2 separate regions of the Anser cygnoides genome follow, and region 2 is linked to region 1. A link is a contact called in public Hi-C data. All regions are on one chromosome and are shown on one strand. Each heading gives the region's core, a stretch centred on a gene start, on an enhancer-like site or on the middle of the called end of the contact. The rest is flanking DNA. Distances are from core to core; before and after follow the strand shown. Region 1 holds the start of VAC14 (VAC14 component of PIKFYVE complex). Region 2 holds the start of PDPR (pyruvate dehydrogenase phosphatase regulatory subunit).

The links. A called contact is a pair of places that touch in the nucleus more often than the background predicts.
Region 2: a Hi-C map of liver shows a contact between it and region 1, with 2.0 times the contacts expected there. The contact joins the promoter of PDPR here to the promoter of VAC14 in region 1. A contact is called at or near these places in 2 of 7 Hi-C or Micro-C datasets (granulosa cells and liver).

The regions. Positions count from the first base shown.
Region 1 is chr12:13,124,184-13,131,487 of Taihu_goose_T2T_genome, reverse strand. It overlaps VAC14 (VAC14 component of PIKFYVE complex), which reads right to left and starts at 2,223. Exons shown (of 19, transcript XM_067004264.1): 1 at 2,074-2,223. The coding sequence starts at 2,177. It overlaps HYDIN (HYDIN axonemal central pair apparatus protein), which reads right to left. Exons shown (of 85, transcript XM_067004278.1): 80 at 7,299-7,304; 81 at 5,386-5,549; 82 at 4,976-5,126; 83 at 4,339-4,569; 84 at 3,394-3,618; 85 at 2,473-3,045. The coding sequence ends at 2,557. It overlaps TRNAG-GCC (transfer RNA glycine (anticodon GCC)), which reads left to right and starts at 704; the gene lies at 704-774.
Region 2 is chr12:13,280,984-13,287,724 of Taihu_goose_T2T_genome, reverse strand. It overlaps PDPR (pyruvate dehydrogenase phosphatase regulatory subunit), which reads left to right and starts at 2,593. Exons shown (of 17, transcript XM_067004207.1): 1 at 2,593-2,878; 2 at 5,724-5,857. The coding sequence starts at 2,652. GLG1 (golgi glycoprotein 1) reads left to right here. Exons shown (of 26, transcript XM_067004647.1): 26 at 1-1,551.

The DNA.
Region 1 (7,304 bases), core at 974-3,473:
CCTGAAAGGCAGAGCTGACAGGGACAGAGCCGGGGGCTACTGAGAGTGGGGCATGCACAAGCGGCGAGGCCAATGTCCCAGACAAAGAATTCGTTTCAACAAGCTGCCTGCAGCATCAGGACCTTCCATCGCAGGCCAAAGCAGGTCCCACCCCACCTTCCCCTCTCAGCAGTCCCCCCGAGGGGGCCATGACGAGGCAGTGCTCGCACTGAGGGCTGTTGGTTTACGGGGACAACGCTCCTAAAGCCCAAGCACCTCGTGAGGGGCAGTGGGGGCCGGCAAGCTCCACGTCACTGCCACAAACCCAAGAGCCATTTGAGGAAGTGGCAAGGACGTTGTTCAACCAGGACACGCGCTGTCCCACAGGATATAAGGGTCATTTGCCCCCGACACGGCACGAGACGATGGCACAGCACGCTGACGGCTCAGCGGAGAATTATTTCCCACCAGATGTGTGCCCAGCGTGGAGATTTGGGACCTTCCCCGCCACCCGTTGCTTCAGCGGACGTTCCTCTTGGATTTTTTAACAAAACGCGCTGCACAACTACAGACAAGCAGACGGGGCCTCCCCATGAAATACCTGCCTCTCCCTGGAGCTGCTTACCGCACCAGCTTTCAGTGGGGGGCTCAGTGACCCCCGCACCTGGGGGCTGCTCCCACCGAACCCTCAGGGCGCGGGCGCGAGGCAGCTGCACGCAGCTGGGCATTGGTGGTTCAGTGGTAGAATTCTCGCCTGCCACGCGGGAGGCCCGGGTTCGATTCCCGGCCAATGCAGCCCCAAAACTTTTCCCTTTTTATTCCCTTTGATTTCTGCACACGGAGCGGGCCCACGGGCCTCAGCATCTCAGCCTAAGTAAGGATCCCTATTTTAATCTTTGATGGAGGTACAAAGATTTCCAATGCCAAACTTCATATATATATATATATATTTTTTTTTTCCTGCTGTACTAGATTTGGGAAATTCTGACGCTCAGGATTTTGCCCAGACACCCCTCATGTTTTAATCCTGGGGAGCCAGACAGGGGCCGAGGGGCTGGGAAATCTCACGCTGCCCCCTTCTAGTCAAGTGCCACTGCCCAACTATCCGCTTTGTAACACAGAAAATCATTCTAGAAGATATTTATGACCTCTTTTTCCCCCAAATGATTATTACCAGTGCTCTTCTCGCCCTGCTGTGAGCAAAGCAGCTGTCCTCCTCCTCCTTCAGCGTCATCACGAAGCCCCTTGCTCTGCTCCACTCAGGAGCTGAGTTTTTCAGCAGTGGCAGACAAGCCCCTCTCCAAACCCGCTGATTCCAGGCGAATGGCTCCGACTCCGGTCTGAGCCCAGCCGCAGGCTCCATCCAGCAGGAGGAACGCGCACCGAGCCCCAGCAGCACGGAGGCAGCCCCTTACCGCCGGGATTCAGGGAGCGCGGCGGGGTTCTTGTTTGGGGAGCGCCAGCTTTATGCCCCTCGGGGTTTAACGGGCTCGGGGCTGTGGGAGGCACCCAACGGGCAATGCACAGGGCCAGGGAGCAGGAGCTACTTTTATGGGGCACGGGGCTGGGAGGCACCCGACCAGTGTGCTGAGTCCATCCTTGCACGGTGCTGCTCCACCGCAGGTCTGGGCTGACCTAAACCCAGGCACCCCCACAAAGGGGCTGCCCCTTGGCTTCCTCCCCCTGGCACCCTTCCCTCGTTGGGCGCTCAGCCCCATCAGCAGGTCCCCAGTCGGATCTGGGGTGGCACAAAGCAATCGGGAAACCGCGGCCCCGGGGCAGGACGAGCGGGGGCAGAGCTGCCCCTCCCGGCCGAGGGGGGCCGACCTGCGTGTCCGCCACGACCCCCGCTGGGACACGACCCCCGGGGGAGGCAGAGGACGAGGAGCAGAGAAAGGGGCCGGGTCCGCCCCGCACAAACCCACCTCCCACCCCAAATCCCCCCGGGCCCAGCCCCGGGACCCCAGCCCCCGGGGACAGCGCGGGGCAGCCGGGACCCGCCGCGCCCGGAGGGGTCCGGGGGGGGGGTCCCCGTGTCCCCGGGGGGGTCTCCCGGTGCCTCCCCCCCCCGTCCCCCCCCCCCCCGCCGCTCACTTCTCGATCTCCAGCGCCGCCACCTTCCTCTTCTCGTACAGCTTGTCGTTCAGCGCCCGCACCACGCTGGGCGCCAGCGGCGCCAGGTCCCGCTCCGCGTTCATGGCACCGGCACCACCGGCGGCCTCCCCCCTCCCTCCCTCCCCCCCCCGAACCCTCCGCACCCCCTCACGTGACCCCCACCAACCCTCACGTGACCCTCAGCACCCCTCACGTGGCCCCCATCCCTCCTCAGGACCCCCCCTGGCGGCCGGAGGACCAACCCCCCCCCCAGCCTCCACCCAGCCTCCACCATCCCCCGGCCTCCATCTCCATCCTCGCTCCATGCCTCGCCCTCTTTATTCCAAACCATTACAGAGAACACCCCCATAACCCCCCCGCAAGCCCCCCAAAGCCCCCCCCAATTTGCCGTGACCCCCCGTTAGCTGTGGTGCCGCCCACAATCAGCTCCATCCCCATGGAGGACCCCATGGAGGCCCCCGGTCACTTGTCCGCGGGGAGGCCCCGCAGGTAGTACACCCAGGAGACCCCCGGCCCCACGCCGGCCGCCCGGGGGCAGGAGACCACCAGGCGGCTGGTGACGGGGGTCCTGCCGCCGCCCGGGCTGCCCTCGAAGGAGACGGCCATGAAGATGGTCTTCTTGGGGCGCAAGGTCCCGGTGGCCCGGACGGCGAAGGCCGGGTTCTCCACGCTGTAGGTGAAGGCCGTGGGCTGGAGGAAGACGTTCTTGAAGGGGATGGAGGTGCTGCCGCCGGCCTTGATGGGGAAGGGGCCCTGCGGCTTGGGCGGCAGGGCCAGGCCGAAGAGCGGGATGCTGTACTCGCCCCCCGGCGGGCCCGAGAGCTGCAGGGTGGCCCGGGACTCGCCCAGCTGGCAGGGCTCGTAGGTCACCTCCACGCACACCTCCGAGCCCCCCGCGCAGGCTGGGGGCATGCTGATGGTTTTCTCCGTCTGGAAGTCGGGGCAGTCGGTCTGTGCGGGGGGCAGAAGAGACGGGGAGGGGGTCACAAAAGCAGAGCTTGGGGGATGAGAATATAAAGAGCAGGGAACAAACAAATCAAGGTTCCCGACTGCATCACGCTTTCCCTTTCCTGCCCCTGACTTCCCAGTTCCCTCACCGTGTCCCTGCTGACCACCCATAGGGTCTGCCCAAACGTGCCCCAAAGGGACAACCCTACAGCCAAGCCCTGGGGGACCAAAATCCCTGGCTCCAGCAGCGAAGTGGGAGTCCAGGCACTGTGGGACCCTAAAGGGCAGCAGGGGAGGTCTGCAAGGAGACCGGCTGGGCTCCCTCCCTCCCCCAGAGCGTGCTGGGCTCACCTGGAGGACGTAGTCTGTCTTCTGACGGCTGTAGTTCATGACTTTGGCGGTGAGGGTCTGGTTAGAGCCCAGCGTGGTGCAGAAGTAGAGTGGCTTCTCCGGCTTGCTGGGGGTGGCTTTCAGGCTCAGCTCGTAGTGGCACGAGCCCAAGTCGCTGCTGTGGAGCATCAGGCGCCCGGTGCTCTCGCCCACCTTCAGGGGCCGGTACTCGAAAACAAGATCAGCCTGGGAGGGACAAAGGGAAAAGCCACGGGCTCAGGCAGAGGACGGGGGAAAGCAGCCCTGGGTGTGCTCAGGCCGTGCTGGGAGGCAGTGCAGGCGGCTCCCAAGGGGCACAACTAACAGCCGGCCCCTCACCGTGGCTCCTGCTTTAGCAGGCTCTAGCAGCCATGCCCCTGCTGTGCTCACACACCACGTCCCTATTGCAGCACACTGCCAAATTCGAGTTAGGGAGGACAGGCTGGCATGCACAGCGACCTGCAGGGCTGCCCCAGCAGCTTTCTTGGGAAACCAGCCCGAAACCCCCACCTCCATACATCCACACTCGTGTTTCAGTGCTATTAGAGCAGTATTTTTGTCTTTTTCAGTGTTTCCAGCAGTTCTCAGGACAGCTGGGCGGCCTGACCCAGCCCATCCATCGAGCACAGTGCTCGTGAGGACACAGGAGACCCCAGTGGCCCTGCATGGGGCCTGGCCCCAAGAAGAGCGATCAGGGGGGGGCACAGGGCAGTCACACTCTCAGGATGGCCTGAGGGACACCGACTTCTGGTTTTGCACATCACGAGGGGTGCAAAGAGCATCAGTGCAGGGCAATTCCCACCAGAGACACTCTCACATGCTTCTGTCCCTTCAGATTAGCGGTGGGAGCTGCCACCCTCGGAGAGCAGCCCCCTGTTTCTCTCCCAGAAGGGCTGCGGGGAGCAGCTGGGTGGGGTGGGCACCAACCTCTGCCTGGGCAGGCACAGTGAAGTGCGGGGGGACGCTGACGTCAGGCACTTTGCAGTCGACGTCGAACACCACTGGGACGGCCAGCGGGTTGTCCACCCTGACGGCAGAAGACACGCTCTGCCGCACAGCGGCGCTCACTTCAACGGTGCCGACGGGTCCTGGTGCCGTGGCCTTGAAAGTGATCATGTAAAACAAGTACTCCTCGGTCGCCTCGTTGAGGAAGGTCACCTGGATTGGAGAAAAAAAGGGAAGTGCTGGTTGTTTTGCAGATAACCCCCCCCCAGCTGTGCTAGGCCGGCCTGCAGAGCCCTGCAGCTCAGCACCCTGCCTCCACAACAGCCACAGCAGCCACCTAGGAGGAGCGCAAGGCATTTCCACTTTGTGTTCTCCAACTGCTTCCCCCTCACCAATGCCCTGACCCACCAGTGCTACACAGCCCTCAAGGGGACCCGCACTGAGAGCGACAGTGCAAGGTGGAGGTGCCTGCTGTTCGGTGGCCACCCAGGACCTACAGCCCCACGTTTGGCACTTGGAGGTGTGAAAACAGGCACGGGGCTTCTCAGGGAGCAAAAAGCCCCTTGAAAGACCCCAAGGAGACCCTCGAAGGACTCTGCAGCCTGGTGTCCGCGTTTACCATTGTGTTAAAGACGCCCTCCTTGTAGGAGAGGAAGGTGAGCTTGTAGTCCTTCTTGTCGGAGCCAGGCACGTCAATGTACTCCAGCCCACGCAGCACGGAACCACTCTCCAGGTTCTCTGGTTTGAGTATGTCTGTCACCACGAGGAACCTGGGGGTGAGGAGGAGGCGAGGAAGGTCAGCAGGAAGGACTCCCGTAGGATATGGGGGGAATGCCACAGCCCCTCTCCTCCTCCCTGCACCAAGCAGAGGGAGCCAGCACCCCAGAAGAGCCCCCCAGGATGGGTCTGAACACGGCACTGTGACCCCAGGCACCCATGGCCACAAGTGGCCAAGGAGAAGCTTGCTGGAAGGAGCTCCCAGGCGCTGCAGGGACTGCTGATGGGAGGAGGCTTCGGGGCACGACTCACCTCTGCGGTCTGCTCAGCCAGTTGGAGACGGGGATGAGCTCGGTGTAGGAGGTCCTGCACGGTACCTCCCGAACAATGGTCCCCGAACACTTCGGGCCCTCAGCAGTCCCCTGCAGGAGGTAGTGCAAACCTGTCCCGTCTGGCAAGGGGAAGAAGATGGAGCCCTAGAAGTAAAGAATGGGATGGGGTGAGCTCTCCTGCCTTCTGGCCAGAACAGCTACTGGCTCTCAAGCACCCCCAGACCGTTGCAGGTCCCTGTGACTCAAGTAGCACCGAGTGATGCAGGCAGTGGAGCTGTGACCACAGCCCAGTGGCCGGTGCAGGTGGAGGTGGTGTCACTGTCCCCACTCAGGCTGGCACAACGACAGGGCATTGCTAAGCTTGACTACCCCGCTGACAGTGTTGGGATTAGCCCCAAAATTATTGCCAAGAGCCCATGCGCTAGCACGGCAGGGTCCCACCAGCCAGAGTGGGCTCACACACAGCACTCCTCTCGGGTGCCACCAGGTCACCACCACATGCCCTCTGTGGCATCTCCTCTGCCCCCAGGGCAGCCGAAATCTGCAGGACCCCCACAGCAGGGCTTTAAATGTGAATATCAACCATTAAAGAGATACTGAGCACGTGTAACCCTACAGGGCACAGATCTGCTTGGTGCCCTGGAGACTGAACCCGGAGATCTCTGGCCTCCGTTCGTGCTCTGGCTCAAATTCTGCCTTGCTGTAAGGTCAGCTGGAACGGGGCAGGGGGCTGACAGGCACCTCCAGCTCCCCAGAGCCATTCTCAGCTGAGCCCCTTGATCTAAGGGCTTGTCTCAGAAACAGTGCCCATGGAAATGGAGGGGAAAAATCACCCCTCTCTGTTCAGCCTGGGACCCTTAGGAAAGGCTCTTTCCAAAGCTCCCACGTCACTGAAGATGATGTCAAGAGATGCCCTGGGCAGGATCCCACCCGACAGACTGCTCTCAGACCAGCAGCACAGCTTTGCCCCCCTTGTTGCAAAAAGACCCCAAGCCACAGTAGGGTCAGCAGCGCAGTGCTGTCCAGGGCTTGGGGAGCTTGTGCAGCCCACAGGGCTGAGAATGAAGGGCTCTGAGCCCCCCTGGGCTGCACGGGCAGGGACCAGGAGCTGTACAGAACAAATCTCATTTCCTGAGCCTTCAGACAACCTGACTTTTCAGATTAGCTCTTCTATGCCTGGCCTTTAACCACCCAGAAACCCAGCTTCCAACATAGGATCTGTCCTGGTTTCAGTTAGGGTAATTTTCCTCCTAGTAGCTGGTAGGGTGCTGTGTTTTGGATTAGGATGAGAAGAGCGCTGATAACATGCTGCTGTTTTAATTGTTGCAGAGCAGTGCTTACACCAAGCCAAGGACTTTTCAGCTTCTCGCTCTGTCCTGCCAGCGGGCAGGCTGGGGGTGCAGCAGGAGCTGGGAGGGGACAGACCCAGGACAGCCGACCCAAACTGGCCAGAGGGGTATTCCACACCATATGGCATCATGCTGAACAATATATAGGGGTGGCTGGCCGGGGTGGGGGGCCGGCTGCTCAGGGATAGGCTGAGCATTGGTCAGCGGGTGGTGAGCAATTGCATTGTGCATCATTTGTTTCGTACACATTATTATTAGTAGTACTATTATTATTATTATTTTCCTGTCTTAATAAACTGTCTTTATCTCAATCCATAGGCTTCACTTTCCCGTTTCTCTCCCCCATCCCGGAGAGGGAAGGGGGAGGGTGAGCGAACGGCTGTGTGGTGCTTAGCTGCCTGCCAGGTTAAACCACAACAGGACCATAGGATGAATTGATCATAACCCAAGTTTGGAGGAGAACATCTTGTCCAACCTCCTGCCCAAAGCAGGGTGAGCTCTGCGGGTCATGCTACAAGGGTCAGCATGCTGGCCCGTCACATACCTGGTG
Region 2 (6,741 bases), core at 1,344-3,843, 160 kb before region 1:
GGGGTGCCCCTTCCTCTCTCTGACCCTCACTGCTCGGTGGATGATTCAATGCAGCCGCGTGAGTCTCTTCTCCTTGCCACCACAAAGCCTCCTGGTTGAGATGAGAGCTGCTGCTAGGGGCAGTTTTCTTCCTGATGTGAGGGCTCAGCTGTGTTTCTGAGCGGTAGCATGTGTTTAGATGACATGGGTAAGGAGGGCTGTGCACAACATGCACCTCGTTACTGCGCTCCAGCTAGCCGGTTAGTGTGCATTCTCGTTGACCTTAAGAAATAATTGTATTTATTGTTTATCCAGTGGGTCTAATCAAGTCCTTTTGCTTCGTTTCAACGTTGGATTCTCCTGCCTTGCTTCTGTCATTCAGGCTGTTGTAGTAACTGATGTGGGTAGGAACAAAATTCCTGGCACTTCAAGTAACCTCAGCTGTGTCTGCCTCACTGAAGAGGGTTGAAAAAGCCCTGATGGAGCTCAAATAATCCCGTAATAAAATGTAAGCATTTCACCCAGAATCTGGCATGTAAAGATCCATGCAAATACAGTCAAGCTCGCTCTGAAAGAATCCACAGTAAGCGCATCGTATGAGAATAAGGGAGAGGACCGAAGGACGCAGCAGTACGCGAGTCTCCGAGTACAGGAACTTTTCGTGGGTGGGTACCGTGGTGAAGCGATGTGATAAGCCAGAGATCACTTGAATCTGATAACGTTGTAGAGGAAGTGTGTTCAAGTTGGATGGTGACTTCTGTTAAAACACAACTTTATTATTTAGTTGAAAGAAGATTGTAGTAGTTTTTGTTTTTTTTTTTTAACTTTGTCAGCTTTGTTTAAAAAAGGTAGTTTTGAGGTGTGTGTGTGCGAGTGCATGAGTGTGGTATGGAATCAGAACATTTCATCTAGCACTTCTGCCCCTATTAAAATACCATTCTGTGGACTCAAAACAGCTTTAGTGGTGGTTTGTATGAAAACACACTACTGAGCACGGGCTTTCGAACCTTAAAAGCAGCTCCCAGGTACTGGTCTTTGTGCAGTCTTTCCCCTTGGAGGCCAAAACTGCTCACCTCCGCTCGTGAGTTACTGTGTGAGGGCATACTCTGATAGAGGGGACCCAGTTCTCACACAAAAACAAGAATTAGATTGGTACAGCTGTTTCTATCCTATACTGTTAGGATTCTGCTTCATATCCACCGAACGGTTCCTGAATGCTACCTGCAGACTTGCCTATGTGGGACGGAATAATAATAATATATTGCCACATCCTGGTGAGAAGCAGATTGCTGTTCTCTCTTTCCAGAACATCTGAATTTAATATTGTAGCTGATCAAGAGCAAAAGATCTATTCCTGGGTGGATCGTTACACCCAGAAATCCCGCCACATTCCCCCCCCGGCCCCCAGTATATTTACTAAATAGAAGTGCTTGTGTAGCTGTCAGCTTGGAAAATACTAAAAATAGAGGAAAAGGGAAAGGTGTGACTTTCGCCCGTAGATTATGCTTTGACACTTGTGCTGAATGGATGTGATCAGAAACTGTGACTAATGTTTGTGTTGGACTGGAAAAAGTACCAGAGAAATTAGAGGTGTTTGTAGGGGAGGGTAAGAGGGGGATCACGCAGGCGCACGTAGTGAGCTCCGGTTAGTGTGTAGGGATGATACTGCAAGCCTCCCCGAATAGTGTACAAAACAGACCCAATGAATTCATATTGTACAGCAAAAGCTGTTTGAACTTAGGTTTTCGGTTTTTTTTCTTTAAATGTGACATTAACAAGACTTTTTTTTGTAAATTGTTTTCCTTTCTGTGTATAAAATCCTGGCCGTTCCTTGTTTTTTTACATGTTCATGCTGTGTAATTTTGAGATGTTACTGAGATTCTGAACATAATGTGCATTTTTTCTGTACAGATGAAATGGGAGAATTTAATAAAAAGAGTCTGCAGGTTTTTACTTGTTGTGTTCACATTTTTTTGAGTCGTCGCTTCTGGGTCACGTTATATGGGAACTAAACACGTTCATTGAGCTCACTGGGAAAAGCCTCCGTGCACCTTTGGGTGCCTGCGGGGGAGCCCCAGGAGCACCCCATTAGTGGTGGAAAAACCCAAACATCAGCCTGCACCCCGTTTTCATGTCCTAATTTCCCCTTGGGGTGGGATGCTGTGAGGGCACCTATTTCTTGAGGGGAGAAGGGGCGAACCCCTCAGGCTGTGAGGTGGAACTGAGAGAAAAAATCGCCGTTTTCCACAATGTTTGTAGAACAGTTCAGGAAATAGCGAGCGGTGGTCCCCTTCACGCACCCGTTGGGGGCACTCCTGAGGTAAAATTCCTGTCGGGGCCTCGCGGGGAGGGGGCGGGGGCGGGGGCGGGAGGAGAGGGGGCGGAGCCATTGCCGGGGGGCGGGGTTATGCGCTAGGGGGCGGAGCCATGCCGCTAGGGGGCGGGGCTCAGAGGGGAGTAGCTCCGCCCCCTGCGCCCCGCGCCGGGCCGTGCCGCACGGCGCAGGACGACTGTCGCGCCGCGTCCCGCCTGCCGTAAAGCGCGGCGGCCGCCTGCCGTAAAGCGCGGAAGGTCAGCGGGGCCTCCGCCGCCCGGTGCGGGGCCGTGAGGGGCCGCCGGGCCCGGTGCTGCCCCCCCCCCCCCCCCCCTCCCCCCGGCCGAGGGCCGCCGCCATGTTCCTGCGGCTGCTGTCCGACGTGCGGTGGCGCCCGGCCGCCCCCCGGTGGAGCGGGGCCGCCCGCTGCCCGCGGAGCACCTCAGCGGCCGCCGAGCCGCCGCCGGCCCCGCTGCCGGGCCAGGCGCGGGTGGTGGTGTGCGGCGGCGGCGTGGTGGGCGCCTCGGTGGCCTACCACCTCGCCAGGCTGGGCTGGAGGGACGTGGTGCTGCTGGAGCAGGGCAGGTAGGGGCTGCGGGCGGCGGCGCCGGCTGGAGCGGGGCGTTTCTGTAGGCGTTTCTGCCATTCCTGCCGTTTCTGTAGGCACTTAGGCCGTTTCTGCTATTTCTGCCTCTGCTGAGTGCTGCAGCCGTGGGGTAGGTTTGTGCTGACCATCGCTTACGGGGCTCGGTGCTTCTTCACGGCACAGGGCAGGCCTGCAGGGCCATGGGTGGCCCTACGCTGCTACGGGTAAAATAGATAAGCATAGGGGAAATAAATTGGGTTTGTTGATAATCAAAATATATCTGCGTAGTCAGAAGCAGAAATGTTAAAAGAACAACTTTCTTTTTCCCCTGTCCTGTCCTCAGCTTTGTTGCTGCCCTACACGGCCTTCTGTCTCCTCCTCTACCCCTGAGAGATGCGCATCTGAGGGGGGGGGCGAGGGGTTCACGGTGGCTTCTCCCTCTCCTGCTTTTGTCCTGGTCCCCTGTGGGCTCTGCCCTGGGCTGCATCCTTCAGAGAAACGCTGTCCAGGGGCTGCGGTTCCTCTGGAGGTATCCGTCTGCTCTGGTGCGGGGCCTTCCTCGGGCAGCAGGGAATGCCTGCACCATCACCTGGGCCTCCTCCTCCTCCACCTTCTCCTCCTCTGTCCTTGGGGTTTCTCTGTCTCTTCCTTGTTTTTTTTTCTTTTCGCTCCTCCTCCTCCATCCCGCTGGTGTTTGTTGCCCGTCAGTCTGCCTTCCTAGAGGTGCTGCTGAGGGCCCAGCTGTGCCCTGCTGGGGGTGTGTTTGGGAGCTGCCTGGAAGTGGCAGTGTTTGGAATGGGACAGCCCCGACCCCTTCTCACAGGGGCCGCCCCTGCTGGCCTCTGCTACCAAAACCCGGTGTTTTGGGGTGTTTTGGTAATGCGCGCTGCGAAGACAAAGCCTCCATCCCCGCCTCCGTGTGAGACAAGAGGTCACAAACTAAGGATCTGAAATCTGAGCGTTCTTGTTTCTCACGCTGAGCTTGTGCTCAGCCACAATTACAGTGCAGCTAAGTTCTCAGCTGACTCCTAGGCGGAGAAGCAGAGGATATTTTCTTCACCTGAACTTCTCTGCGGACTCCCAGCCACGAATGTTTGGAGGTACTTGCATGTAGGCGTGGGAAACAGTGGAGTCAGCGAAGGTGCTTGTGGTTTTTTGTGCCCCTGGATGCGTATTTGAAGGTTTCGATTTACCTCCCGCCCATCCGTGCAGATCTGAGCTCCAGAGGTCAGGACAGCTGCCGGTACGGGTGGCCCAAGAGGTCTGGCTAAGCCAGCAGCTCCAGCCACGTCTGTCAGTGCTTTACTCGCAGGTAATCGCGTGAAACGCAGCGTGGCTTGGAGAGACGGGCCGTTTTAACAGACCTAAAGGTCTGCACAGGTCACCCAGCCCCTGCTGCTCCTCTCTGCTAGCGGGATGGGACACGTGTGAAGTGTCACAGTGGAGCTCAGCTGCAGGAAATGGGGAGGTTATGTGCAGTCATGGCCAGACCCCCCCCTGTAGGCTGCTTCAAGGCTTGGGCTGCCTGCTTGGTCTGCTGCAGGGCTCCGTGCCCGTGAAGCAGCCAGCTCTGGTGGGGTTTGGCCGAGCACAAGCTAGAAGAAGGCTTTGTGCGCTCCTCGGTGAGTTGGATGCGAAGCCTGTGGCAGAGCACGTAGGTCTTGTTGGAAGCTGACTGCCCAGCCCGTGCCTGTTGTCTGGGTTCTTGGTTTGGAAGTGAATTCTCGGTGCTTTCATTAAGCATTTTGGGGCCTAGGGCACGATGCAGAGCTGAGACCTTTGGGGCTGGAAGCTCAGAGCTTCCCCCGGTGCCGCTGTCAGGAGCAAGGAGCTCCGGCTGCTTGGCTTCGCCTGGCTGGGAAGCGTCAGGCTCTCGGCAGCTGCCAGGAGAGGGAATTCTCCCTCTGAGGTCTCTGAGCTCAGTCCACGCGTGTTCCCAAGTGAAAAGAGCACTGCGTTACCAGGAGCGGTTTAAAATTATGGTGAGCCCGGGTAAAGCCGCGCTGCAGCTGTTTTGGCTGTGACCGGGTAGGGGCGTAGCAAAGCGAACGCCTTACGCAGCTGATTCTCGTGTTGGGTTTCGTGAGGGTGCGTTGTGAGGCCAAAAGTCAGCGCGTGGAAGGCTCGCACGGGCCGGCGGAGCAGCGCGGGGTGGCTTTAGCAGCAGGGAAGGTGGCTACAAGTGGTGCGGAAGTAGCGGGAGAGAAATGCTTAAATGTGACTGTGCTGCAGAGCTTTTTATAGGTCTCGCCATGGAAGCCCTTCCCCAGGTAGCTGGGTGGGCAGTGCCTGAAGGGCAAAGCGATAAGTGCGTCTGTGTAATTGCTGCACGCTCAGAGGGGCTTGGTGCAAACTGCAAAGATGCGAGGCTCAAAGAAATCCAAGTTAATTTTGCACTGAGGGAAGCCCGCCTTTGGAGAAAGAAGGGATCGGGTAGGCAGGTTGGCTTGACCATAAGCTAACTTTTTAAGCGCTTTCTTTGAAAGATGCAAGCGTTTAGGACAAGTTAGAGAGAAGTGGGTTTGAAACAGAACGTGCTTCCAAAAGCGAGGTAAGGCAAAAGCGCTCCTGAGGTTGTGTTATCCCTGCGTCAGCCACCGTACGGCTTTGGGGTTTCTCACGTGCAGCGGCCTTCTCCTGAGGGGCAGAACTGATTTTCAAGTTGACTGTGGTGGTATTTAGCTTGCCAGGTTGACAAAGGGAGCAGTCGTGGTCTGGTGGGCGCGGGGGGCAGCGGGTGGGCGTTCGGTGCTGTCGGAAACCAGCAGGGGCAGCCTGCTGCGGAGCTGGGCTTGCTTCCCTGCCCGTCAGCCGGCTGAGGCCTTCTTTAAACTTCTCTTGCAGGCTGGCTGCTGGTACCACCCGCTTCTGTGCCGGCATCGTGAGCACGGCCAGGCACGTGTCCATCGAGCTGAAGATGGCAGACTACTCCAACAAGCTGTACCAGCAGCTGGAGCAAGAGACGGGCGTACAGACAGGTACTGAGGGGTGAGCACTGCGTAACCCTTGGGAGGTCGGATCGAAGTGCTGGCCCTCAAGTAGGTGTCTTAAGTGCTGCTGGTTCCTGCTCAAAAAAATGATGTATTTGGGCCGAATCAGATGCAAAGGAACATCACTGATCTGACTGGAAGAGGGGGAGGAAGGGTATCAGGTGCTCAAACTGGAGGCAGCCTGCCTGCAAACTGCCGTCTGTAGCTTGGACAAACGTAGGTGATTTTTTTTCACAAGGACACTAAAAAGAGATGAGAGCGAGTGACCCATATTCTGCACTGTTTCACTTCTCAAAAATACAAAAAGCTTAACAGAAGCTCTAAAGCCCAGGCAAAGCAAGATATTTTACTCTAGTCTCACCCTGGAAATATTGAAGGAAATACGTTGAAATTCTAACTCTTCCTCCAAAATGCTCAGGCACGCACCTGGGATGAAAAACTTGAGCACTGAAAGTTTGCTGCTGGCAAAGACTTGTGATACACGTCAAACTCAACATGGATTATTAAATGTGCCTGTAATTAAGGTTACTATTAAACTATTACAGGTGGTGGAGTCACAAAATGTCTGCTTTTAGTTGTTGAGGTTTTATTTTTCTATGTATTCGACCACATTTTCACCTTTTTGCCAGTAACCTCTCCTCTCGTTTAACAGGTACCGTATGTGGACTTTCTTTTATAAGCATGAATAAATGCAGTGCAAAGGAGAATTAGAGCCCAAGTCAAAACTGAAGTGCTTTTTGGAAAAGTTGACTAATGCAGTTCTTGATTGCTAACTGATAAATATCTAAAGTTACGTGGGGATCTGGGGTTTCCTGGCTCTTGAGTAGTGGAAGCACCGGGTCTGCGATTAATTAAAGCAATGGGTCTGAAAT